Regions from separate parts of the Sus scrofa genome. Here regions 2 and 3 are each linked to region 1. The links are chromatin contacts, called in public HiChIP or PLAC-seq and promoter capture Hi-C maps. All regions are on one chromosome and are shown on one strand. Each heading gives the region's core, a stretch centred on a gene start, on an enhancer-like site or on the middle of the called end of the contact. The rest is flanking DNA. Distances are from core to core; before and after follow the strand shown.

Region 1 (3,826 bases), core at 744-3,243:
TGACCCTTCCTGACAGTAGGACATTCAGAAGTTTCTAGTTGGTGAACAAGTTTAGACTCGGTTCAGGAGCCTTTCTCCATAAATGCCCTCACATCTGGCCCAGTTTGACTCAAGGATCGAATTTGAATGATGACAGAACTGGTTGGATGTTGTTAAAAAGAAAACCACAGTTCCCAAATGATGTCACTTGTGCTAAAGCTCAGATACCAAATCCAGCTTTAGTATGTAGGTTTAGTACCTATATCTAATTGCACAAGTAAGGTAATCTCTCACACAGTCCCTTTCAATCATTTCTTTCATTCCCCACCTTCCAAAAGGCAATCTGCATGATAAAACCCTTGCCTCTCCCTTTCTCTGCCCCCCTTCCCAGAAGTCCCAGCCTAAACCATAAACCTTTCTTTTCTTTTATTAGTACCTTCTTGCCCTACCCTCCTCCAGCCTATTAAAAATCTTTCATTTTGTACAACTCTCCCTAGTGCTCTTCTGGTTGCAAGAAGGAATGCTACCCAACTTACAAAGAGTTTAAGCCAATTAAATCTTCAAATTTACTCAGTTGAATTTTTTTTTTTTTTTTTAGGGCCACACTTGAGGCATATGGAAGTTCCCAGCATACAAACAGAGCCACAGCTGCTGGCCTACACCACAGCCATAGTCACAGCCACAGTCACGCAGGATCTGAGCCACGTCTGTGACCTGCACCATAGCTCACTGAAAGGCCAGATTCCCCCACCCACTGAACGAGGCTGGAGATGGAACCCATATCCTCATGGATACTAGTTGGATGTGTTTCTGCTGAGCCACAACAGACACTTCCGATTTTTTTTTTTTTTTTTTTTTTTTGTCTTTTTGCCATTTCTTGGGCCACTCCCGTGGCATATGGAGGTTCCCAGGCTAGGGGTCTAATCGGAGCTGTAGCCACCGGCCTACACCAGAGCCACAGCAACGCGGGATCCGAGCCGCGTCTGCGACCTTCACCACAGCTCACGGCAACGCTGGATCGTTAACCCACTGAACAAGGGCAGGGATCAAACCCTCAACCTCATGGTTCTTAGTCGGATTCGTTAACCACTGCGCCACAAAGGGCGCACAACTTGACTTTTGTCTTGAGATGGACACAGATGGTTTGATTGTGCCCTGTTGGAAAGTTCAGGAACAAAGGCCTGGGGCAGCTGTATATCCATGAAAAACCATACTGGCAAGTGGTTAAGGTTAGCTAAGGTGCTTAGTCTCTGGGACATCTGCAGGCAAGGCTTGGATTTTTTCCTCAAGAAATATTCTGGATGTAAGTAAACACATCAGTGAGCTTGAAGTTCTATAGGTTGGCAAAGATTTAAGCCTCTTTAAACATAGAAGGAGGGGGGAAGTTCCTGCTGTGGCTCAGAGATTAAGAACCTGACTGTTATCCATGAGGATGCAAGTTCCATCCCTGGCCTCACTCAGTGGGTTAAGGATCCTGTGTTGCCTTGAGCTGTGGTGTAGGTCACAGGTGCGGCTAGGATCCTGCGTGGCTGTGGCTGTGGCTTAGGTGGGCAGATACAGCTCCAATTAGACCCCTAGCCTGAAACTTCCATATGCCGTGACTACGGCCCTGAAAAGAAAAAAAAAAAAAAAAAAAGACAGTAAATGAAAATTATATATAAAGCGCCTAGTGTCGCCCTTTGCAAATATAAGTAGGTGTCTTGTCTCGTTAACTCAGGAACCCCAACTTCCAAGACTACAAGGAAGTCTTCTACACTCCCTAGGCTCAAAAATAGATCCTTTCCACTACCCAATCCTACCCATCTTCACGTTTTCCTACCCTAATTGCCCGACAAACTCGCGGATTCACTCCCACACACTGAAAACCTAGTCCTGGAGAGTTCCAACGAGCCGGCTTCAGGGGCGAGGCCTTCTGCCCAATGCGGAGGAAAATACCTCCCAGGGAGGGCCCGCGGCGCGCAGCCTTGTGGGAGTTGTAGTTCTAGGAACTCAGAGCCCCCGGACAGACGTCACCGCGGGACTCGTTTCCCGTGCTCCTCGGCGCGGGTCCACTTGGGGCAGGTTCCTGAGTGGGTGAGATAACGAGTGGAAGCTTATAGAAAAGTGGAGTCACTGCAGTCGAGGAACTCACGGCTGGTTCCTGTCATTTAAAGAATACTAGACGCCAAACTTGCAATACAAGTTTAAGGGCGAAAGATGAGCTAAGCTCCCGCCTGTCCATTTTGCGGCAGCAGCGGCCAAGCCCGACCCGGGTTAAAATTCCCGGGGAGTCTTCGCTGCTCACAGCTCCTCTTCTTACTCCACTCTCCCACTCGGGGTCCCCTTCAGGGCTGGGAGTCTCAGCGGTCTCAGATTGGTGTCGGGGGTGGGCGGATGTGCTCTCCCGCCGACTCCCGGGAACTTGGGGGAGGCCGCTGAGCCCCGTCGCCCGCGGAAGACTTGCGTTCGCTTTCTGCACCCTCACCCGGGAGGGCAACCCAGGGGATTCCACCATGATCTCCGGTCTCTTCAGGGTGCGCCTGTGGGCCCCAGTGGGCGTCTTCACGTCGCTGGTACATTGTCTCCACCAGCGGCGGGTGGCCCTGGCCGAGCTGCGGGGGGCGGACGACCAAAAGGCAGTCGACCAAAGCTTGCTGGAGCTGAAAATGGTGCAAGTCGTGTTTCGACACGGGGCGCGGAGTCCTCTCAAGCCGCTCCCGCAGGAGGAGCAGGTGAGAAATCGGCGGGGCTGATGGAGGCAAGGACTGTGTGGCCAAGCCGTGGCGGGCCAGGCACTTCGCCCCAACACGAGCTTTTGGAATTTTATTCTCATGCAGCGGGGGTTCGGACTGGGTCCAGATGAACGGAAGATAGTTTGAACAAAGGTGCTGGTGCCCTCTGTCCCCAGCCCTCTGGGGCCCTCTGATTGTAGGGCAGTCCTGGGAACTTAAAGTTATGTCCCTGATGGCTGTGATGTATAGCACAGCCTCCTGAAGTGTGTATAAATCGCCTAGGAATCTTGTTAAAATGCAGATTCTGATTCAGCAGGTGCTGGATAGGGCCTGAGATTCTGCATTCTAATAAGTATTTGCGTGAACTTGAGTACAAGTGACTTGTGTGACCATTTTGACAATTTGTCAGAGAGTGAGTTGCAAGGAACTTTGTGACAGGAACAACCCTAACTGAAATAAGAGTGGATAACAGAGGTTAATATCTTTGGGAATAGATTTTACTTCAGCCTTCTCTCAGGGTTTGCTGGAGACCATTTGCGATCCCTTGAATCAGGTTCTTCGGTAACAAGTGCTGTATCTTGAGGCTCATTTTGGGCTTCTAAATCTATTGTACAAGGAATCAGAGGTAGAAAAAAAATTAAAAAGTATTAGTCTTGTGGCTTTGTTTTGAAATGTGCCTGATTTTGGTCAGGATAATTATGATTAAAACACAAATTGTTTTTAAGATGATTATGTTTTCTGGATTTGATTCTTGGGGAAAGCCAGTAAAGATCTCTTGGCCTTTCATAGCAGCAGGCCTGGAGTTAAATAATTGTCTTCCTATTGAAGATAAATAGGCAATCTGAAATCCCCAGGCATCTAGGTGTCAAACTTACCTGTGAGGTGTTTTTGCTTTGTTGCTTCTCCAGGTTGATGTTGGGGCAAGTTCAACAAGATATCCAGACGTAATATTGGATATACTCATGATGATAGTTGCTTTAAGAAACCCTTAGAGTTGTGTCCTCCCATTGTACAACCAAAAATCCAATTTTTAAAGCTGGCTGCACATGAAATCAGACCTCTACAGCACTTCCCATGTACATAAATAAATTTTGGTCTGCACTTTATTCTATTATCAGGTTTCTAGTTAGCTTTAT
Region 2 (3,826 bases), core at 869-3,368, 220 kb before region 1:
TTGAGTTAGTAAAAATAACCCTGAGTTGTCACAAAAGGATAACAGAAAGCCTTGGAAAAGTTAGAAAAGCAAAGGACTTACATGTCCAGATTTTTGAACATCAATATGTTTTAATATTATGCAGCCAATAAAAACAATAATTATGAAAACTTATAAAGAATGGTAAATTTAAAAACAAACAAGTATTGCATCAGGCTGTTCCCTGTTTCACACTCTCTGAAAAAAATTTTTTTTTTTTGTCTTTTCAGGGCCACACCTGCGGCATGTGGAGGTTCCCAGGCTGGGGGTCCAGTCAGAGCTGTAGCCTCTGGCCTACCCCACAGCCACGCCAGACCTGAGCCGCATCTGTGACCTACACCACAGCTCACAGGAACGCCGGATCCTTAACCCATTAAGCAAGGCCAGGGATCGACCCCACAACCTCATGGTTCCTAGTCGGATTCGTTTCCGCTGTGCCATCACGGGAACTCCTCGAAAATCTTTTAATAAGTTTTTCAAGAAACAAGGAAAATGCTCCACTCCGAAGACAGAGCATTAGAATAAAGCAATACATAAACAGAATAAAACCCCCAAGGAATTAATTTACTTTTAAATCCCCCAAAAGAAGTTTCTGTTATGTGCCACTTGGAAGAAAAAAAAAAAAAAAAGAACAATTAAGAAAAATTGCTTTAGGAGTTCCCGCTGTGGTCAGCAGGGGTTAAGAACCTGACATGCTGTCGGTGAGAAGGGTTCCATCCCTGGCCTCTTCAGTGAGTTAACCAGTGTTCCAGCAAGCTCTGGTGTAGGTCGCATATGCGGCTCATTCTGCCTTACTGAGGCTATGGAATGGGCCAGCAGCTGCAGCTCCAGTTAGACCCTTACTTAGCCTGAGAGCTTCCATTTGCCGCAAGGTGCAATGGTGACAGGAAAATTTTAAAAAGTTTAAAAATACTTTAAATTACTAGAAAAATGAGGGGGTGGGGTGGGAAAATCACTAATTTAGTAGTATGAGCTTCTACAAATTTTAACAGTTGGCCAAAAAATAATGCTTGCATTTGGAGGTGAAGATGGCGCTATGAACAAGCCAAGATCTCAAAAAATAAGCTCATAAGTAAATACATAAATGATATCAGTGTTGTGATAAGTGCTGTTTAAAAAAAAAAAGAGTAACTCAACTAATGACACAGTAAAACCAAGAGTCTTTTATAAAGCAGAGACAGTCAAATGTCTTATTTGTTCGTATCCTCAGAACTTTATATAATGATCAATAAAAGTTTGCTGACTGTATCACTGAATGAAGGTGGACAATCGGGAAGGAAAGAGGCTCAGAAAAAGACCCTCCTTTAGGGTTGCTGCCCTAAAAGCTTGGGCAGCAAACAGAAGATAAGTACAAACAAAACTTGATACTTAAAAAATCTCTGACGTGAGAGTGGTAAATTCCTCCGCACCCGGATTCAGTATTTGACAACTAACCAGCAACGCCTCCACGTGTCCCCAGGAGCCAGCCCCGATTGGCGAGACGCGCACGGAAACACACTCTTCCCTGATACACTGGTCAGCTGCGCAATCCAGAGCTTCAGGGCACTTTGGGGACCGCTCCCTTCCTGTGGCACTGACTCTGAGCGCTAAGGCCACCTGACCCCTCCCAACAGTGGCCAGGAAAGCTGGGGTGGGGCTGGGGGGAGTAATAGAGACTGGGTTGGGGCGCGGGCGGCCGCCAGATGCCTCCTGACAGGGAGGGCGCAGGGAACCGGCCGCAGCAAATCCCACACCCTCCCGAGCTCCAGGCACCAGAGAAGCGGACACAGGCTGCGAGCGAGAAGAGCGAGATGCCGGGCCAGCCTGCATCTCTGAGGCCCAAAGAAGACGCCGAGAGACAGGGAGACTGAGGAGTCCCGGGGCGGGACGCAGTAGCTCACCTGGGAGGTAATCATGATGCTGGAGTCAATTAGGAAACTCATGGCGAAGTGTAAGGAGGGCTAGTGCTTCCGCTTCCACTCCCCGAGGCCCCAGCACGCTCGGGCCGCCGGCCCCTCACACAGGCGGCAGTCGCCCGGGGGCCACCACCAGACCCTTGGCTCGCCAGCCCGACGCCATCAAGCTGCGCCGCAGCCAGCCAATCAGCAGCTACATACAGCGCTTCCCGCCTCGGCTAGGATTGGGCGGGCGTCTAGGAGCTGAGCGCCTGGGGGCGGGGCCAGGGAAAGGGCCGTTCTTGGGGCGGGGCTTAATTAGACTTGTCCTGCCTAAAAGGGGCGGGACACAATAACGTGGTCTGAAAATTAAAAACAAAACCAAAAACAAAACCCAAAAAAGATGTAATGCAAGGTAGCATTTCCATTTCTGAGGCTAAAGGAGGCAGGGCCTGAACTAACATCTTTTTAAAGTGGCAATTCTATTTTATAATGGTCGTAGCTAATAAGATGAAGTTATTAGTAACAATTATTATAACGGGTTAGACTATAATGTGTTTTAGATGTTACAATTTATACTTAGCTCCACAAACAACTGCATAATTACAGACGAGAGAAGAGTGGAAAAGCAGGTGAGATTTTAGCAAACGTAGCTAACCAATTAAATTTCTGATGTGATAAGGACGATGAAAAAGCACACCATCTGTAAGGAGTGATAATCTCATTGTACTTGATACCCATCATACAATACCCAGAGTTGAATTCTTATGCCATGCTTTTAAAAGGCAAATAGATGTATTGGGGCGTACTCAGAGGTCAGTCACCAGATGAGGAGGAGGAAAGGAAGATGACTCAGGAATGTTAACAGCTGTCTTCATTTGAAAGAATGGATAGAATTAATATGGCCCCAAGAGATATTTGTAGGACAAGGGAATGGAAGTTAAATGAAAGACAGACTTAATTCAAAACAAGAAGTAATTCTTTGAGTCTGAAGATGAGTTATTTTAGGAAATAAACCCATGTTGGAATTACTCAAATGTAGACAGAATCAGTACTTCATCTATTCAATACTCATTGCATGAATGCTTAAAGAAATGCTGTGGGGCTTATCCTTTCTCGCCAGAGCTCTAGCTAGTCTTTGAAGTCCTTGCATGTTATTGGCCTGATGCTGGCCCCAGCTGAAGGCAATCACCCAGTGTGGGAGCAGCTGCATTCAAGGCTGCAGATAATACCTCAAAGCACAGTCTTGAGCTGACCTGCACCTAGGACCTGAGTACTTAGGCTACTGCAATTTGAGTAACTGAGACATTTATTACACACAAGGGAATGTGTCTCTCTTTCTTAGATTTGAACTCTACTCATACTAAGCAGCCAAAAACTACCTGTCAGATGTCCAACCCCCAATGCATAGGCCAGGGAGCAGTGGAGGCAACTTTCCTAAGGGAGAGTCTAAAACCAGAGAACTTTGTGCCGCTGAGATCTATCAGGGAAGCACCAGCATCTGTATAGGCATATAGTAAGTTAGAATCTCACCTGAGATTCAAGGCTGTGACTAGCAGAGAATGCTGGGTGTGCCTATCCAGGCAAACAGTTTACTTTGGTGGTTTACTAAAGAGCATGGTGGGGATCAGGGTCTCAATGAACCTGGCATAGCCGAGAAACGTAGGCAATCCCACTGGCCTCGGGCCTGTGTAAAGCTTTGAGAGGCATCATTCAGGATTCTCCCTACTGTTAACACCTGTGTCCATGTCAAGGACCGGCCTGGCTGACCGTAGGGACTGCTCCCCCTGCTTCTTATTATGGACTGTCTCTAGAAACCTTCATAGCAGATTAACGTCCAATCGACTCTTCTTTCAAAGCAAGTCTCTTTCCTGGACTCTGTCACCAAGATGGCTTGTCCTCCTACCCCTGCCCCAGTTCTGTTCTCCCAGTTC
Region 3 (3,826 bases), core at 724-3,223, 200 kb before region 1:
TCTCAGGTCTTTCAGAGGGAGGTCTTCTCATGATGGCCTGATTGTTTTATTGGATGTAAAGAAATCCCTAGAACATGAGACATAACCACATTCAAATGCAAGTTCCAATTTTATATTCTGTAATCATATAGACTAGATTATTGATATTTTGCATACTTTAATGGTGGTGTACTTTTACCAAGGTGCATTTTGGAAACAGTGAAGCAGTTATGTGTGTACAAAAATTTGTAGTTGGCTGTAGGCCTGACTTTGGATGTGGCTCCTTTTCTTCCTGTTTGTGGGCAGTTTGCTTAGCCTCTTGAGTCTCAAGGTTCTCATCTGTGAAGTAGAGATGACAACAGCTGCCTTTCTCTCTTGTAAAGCAGGAGTTTTTATAGTGGAGGTGGCTACTGATCTAACCCATGCAGTAAATCCCTGCTCACATGCTGGTCATGTTTGCTATGTCTCCTCTTGCTCTGAGTGTGGCTGTGTCTTGTGCCCCAGGGTCATGGATTGGCTTGTTTCTAAGTGTGCCCTGGCCCAGGTCATACACTCCCCTCTTCCTAGGGGGTGTTAGAACTGAGAAAGACCAGAAGAGATCATTGGCTCCAATCCCCTCATTTTACAGATGAGGACGCCAAGGCTTGGGATGGAAACGGCACTCTGATGGTGTGGTGTGGCTCTGAGGCCCAGGCATTTCCCAGGCTCCAGGGTCTTCATGTGCAGGGCATAGACTCATGTGCGGAGCAGGGTTCTTTAGGGAGAAGCAGGTAGCCCTGGCATGAGTAGAAGGGCAGGCACTTACATGGGGCCTGAGCAGCCATCCTCAGTCAGTCCTAGTGACTGGAATTAGGGGACTCAAATCTCTCTCTCCTCGCGGCTAAGGTGTGAAAGGGGAACGAGGTTCTGAAAAGCCCATGATCAGGGCTTGTGGGTGAACTGGGTCACTTCCCTGAGTGTTTTGGGCCTGGTTCTGACTTAGTAGACAATGTTCGGAGATCGATTCAACAAGTATTTGTTAAGCTCCCACCCTGTACGGTGTTTAGGACACACCGGTAAATAAGACAGAGATCCCTGCCATGGCAGATCTAATATTTGTGGGGGAGGCAGATAATGCTCGTTAAATACAATAATGCAGAGAACCCTCCTGTAGGTTAGCAGGTCATAAGTGCTACCAAAGACGAACAAATGTGACAGGGGTGGGGGGCTGGGAGAGCCAGTGGAGGGGAGGTGGTGTGGATGCAGATCTCAGTGAGGGGGGAGGTTTGAGCAGACTTTAAAGAAGGTGAGGGATGCATCTGTGAGGATGGAGAACGAAGGCTCTCAGCAGCAGCAAGAGGCCAGAGGGGCTGGAACACAAGAGGGGCGAGGACAGAAACTGTTAGGAAATGTAATTTCTGTCTTCTGATTGTTTATCCATGTATGGCTTGTTCACCCACATGTCTTTCAAAATCCAGCATGGGAGCCCCCCCCCCCCAGGACCCCCTTCCTCTCCACCACATGCTTTTCGCTCAGCTGTCAGTGTGTGCCTGGCCCTGTGCTGGGAACACAGAGATGGAGAAGGCACAGATCCTGATGGGATGTCTAGCGCATGGATTTCTGCTTAAGGAGCGGGGGACCGTAGGGTCTCTCAGCTCCCAGCCCCCAGATCTGGTCTTAGGGCCGGGGTCTTCACCTAGTAGGAAACTGAACAGCAAGGCTGGGAGGCCAGGCTTTGGAATGAAACTATCTCAGCGTCACCACTAACCAGCTGCCTGTCCTTGTATCAGTGACTTTCTTCGTCTTTGCCTCTGTTTTTTTCTTGTGAAAAAAATGGGAACCAATGTCTATGGCAAAGAGTAGTAAAAAGCAACGTGTGTAAAAGCGAGTCTGGTATTCGGCACTGGGCAAGCACTTGGTAAATAGCAATTGCTGTTACCACCATCAGGAAGAAGGTTTGGATACGACTGCAAAGAGGTCAAGGGTCCCTGCTTCACATGCACAGGGATCAATACTTGCTTTTTTTCTCTTTGCACCACCTGGAGCAGGCTGGGGGAGGGTGTTGGGGGGAGGGAGCCATGCCTCTCTCTGTCCCTCCTCCCTGGCCAACTTGGCTGTGAGACAGATCCTTCTTCATCACAGCCCTTTGGCTGGGGTTCAAGGGCTCTTGTGCCCTGAGGGGCAAGGGGTGGGATGGAGGGTGGAACAGGGGGCACTTTCATTGGGGAGAGGATTTCCCGCACAGATGAGTTGTCAGGACGAGGCTGGGCTCTCTATTGAACTGAGCAGCTCATGCATGAGAGCAGATTGTGCCAATTCTATAGAGCACGACCCCTCAGCCCGGGCTTCTCCTGCTAACAAAGTTATCTTTCCCAATCTGCTTAGGCAGAAGGGGGACACATTTCCCGTCCTTGTGCTGAGCATACACAGAAGGCAGGACCCAGGCCAGGGCTGGGCCAGACCCTCAACCTGCCCCCTGCAGCTTCCCCTTTCCCTGCTAGGTCTTGGGTTCTCCTCAGCCACCCCATCACCTTGGTGGGAGGAGCCCGGGCCACTGAAAGTGGCTGCTGACTGGCTGGGGGTGAGACTAGGGATTGTCCTGGCATTCTAGGTGCCTGGGACATGGTTGCAGAGACAACATCCCAGAGGAGGAGCAGGGAGAGAGGCTGCTGCAGCCTTAACTTCACTGGGGTGGGGGCAATCACTGATGCTCTAGGTCAGTGGGGACCCCCCCCTCTTTTTTTTGCTTTTTAGGGCCGCACATGAGGCACATGAAAGTTCCAGGCTAGGGGTTGAATCAGAGCTACAGCTGCTGGCCTATACCACAGCCACAGCCACAGTGGATCTGAGCCACGTCTGCCACCTATACCCAGGCTCATCACAATGCTGGATCCTTAACTCACTGAGTGAGGCCAGGGATTGAACATGCATCCTCATGGATGCTAATCAGGCTCTTTATGGCTGAGCCACAACAGGAACTTCTCAGTGGGTCTTAAACTCCTCAGTGGGTCTTAAACTGAGATTCTTCCAACCTGTAGCATCACCTGGGATGCAAACTCTCTAACTCTACCCTAGACCCACTGAATCAGGAACTCTGGGATTGGAGACCAACAAACCATCTTCACAAGCCCTCCTGGTGATTCTGATACTGCTTGAGGGGGCTATCGGAATTGATCGTCCTGGCCCCAGTGCCCAGAACTTTCATGTAACAGCCCTCCCCCAACCCTACCCCACTGCACTTCCTGACACTCTGACCCCAAGACGAGGCCCCTGAAACATTTCTTTGGGTCCATCCAGAAAGCAAACCACCCTTCTGAGTTCCTTGCTGTCTCTCAGATGCCAAATGAGCCCATCCTACATCTGTAATATCATTAATCAGAAGGGGAGAAAAAACTTTGTACTTTTCTATTTTATCAAGCCCCAGTGAGGCTAAGTAATTTGCTCATGGTCACAAAAAGAAAGGGGACAGGGCCAGGACTGGAACCAGACCTGCTTGACTCCAAAGCCTGTGTTTGTTCTGGCTGCTCATCTTGTCTCCTTTAATTAAGAATGTCCATTCTACAGAGCTGACCTTTCAGAACATTTGGGGTTTCTGGTCTTTGTGCCAACTGTTCACACCTGGGTATTTAAAATTGTTTTGTTTGTTTGTTTGTTCTAAGAAACCAACATAGCTGCAAATATTTTCTAAATAGATGAATTCACTTTGGCACATGTCCATATTAAAAAATTACAAATATACAGCATGAATACTTGCACATTAAAAAAAAAAAAATCAAACTGGGAGTTCCCTTTGTGGCCCAGGGAGTTACAAACCTGACTAGTATCCATGAGGATGCAGATTCGATCCCTGGCCTTGCTCAGTAGATTA

Evidence for each region. Promoter capture Hi-C pulls out the DNA fragments that hold promoters and counts their contacts. HiChIP or PLAC-seq counts read pairs in DNA pulled down with a chosen protein or histone mark.
Region 2: an H3K27ac HiChIP or PLAC-seq map of alveolar macrophages shows a contact between it and region 1. The contact joins the promoter of LOC100154179 here to the promoter of ACP6 in region 1. A contact is called at or near these places in 1 of 5 promoter capture datasets (fetal skeletal muscle) and 2 of 2 datasets of contacts at active chromatin or transcription factors (alveolar macrophages and skeletal muscle).
Region 3: a contact with region 1 is called in a promoter capture Hi-C map of fetal liver, with 3 times the contacts expected there. The contact joins the enhancer-like site here to the promoter of ACP6 in region 1. A contact is called at or near these places in 2 of 5 promoter capture datasets (fetal liver and fetal skeletal muscle), 1 of 47 Hi-C or Micro-C datasets (embryonic fibroblasts) and 1 of 2 datasets of contacts at active chromatin or transcription factors (skeletal muscle).

The regions. Positions count from the first base shown.
Region 1 is chr4:99,928,350-99,932,175 of Sscrofa11.1, forward strand. It overlaps ACP6 (lysophosphatidic acid phosphatase type 6), which reads left to right and starts at 1,994. Exons shown (of 10, transcript XM_001928346.6): 1 at 1,994-2,690. The coding sequence starts at 2,472.
Region 2 is chr4:99,710,126-99,713,951 of Sscrofa11.1, forward strand. It overlaps LOC100154179 (Golgi pH regulator), which reads right to left and starts at 2,119. Exons shown (of 14, transcript XM_003481473.4): 1 at 1,899-2,119. The coding sequence starts at 1,940.
Region 3 is chr4:99,732,283-99,736,108 of Sscrofa11.1, forward strand. No RefSeq gene overlaps it. Among named protein-coding and RNA genes, the nearest start is that of GJA8, 9.3 kb to the left of the region's middle. Within about 2 kb of position 1,974, at least 3 of the 83 cell types and tissues checked have an H3K27ac peak or open chromatin away from gene starts, as enhancers often do. A contact at or near this core is called in fetal liver, where this site is marked.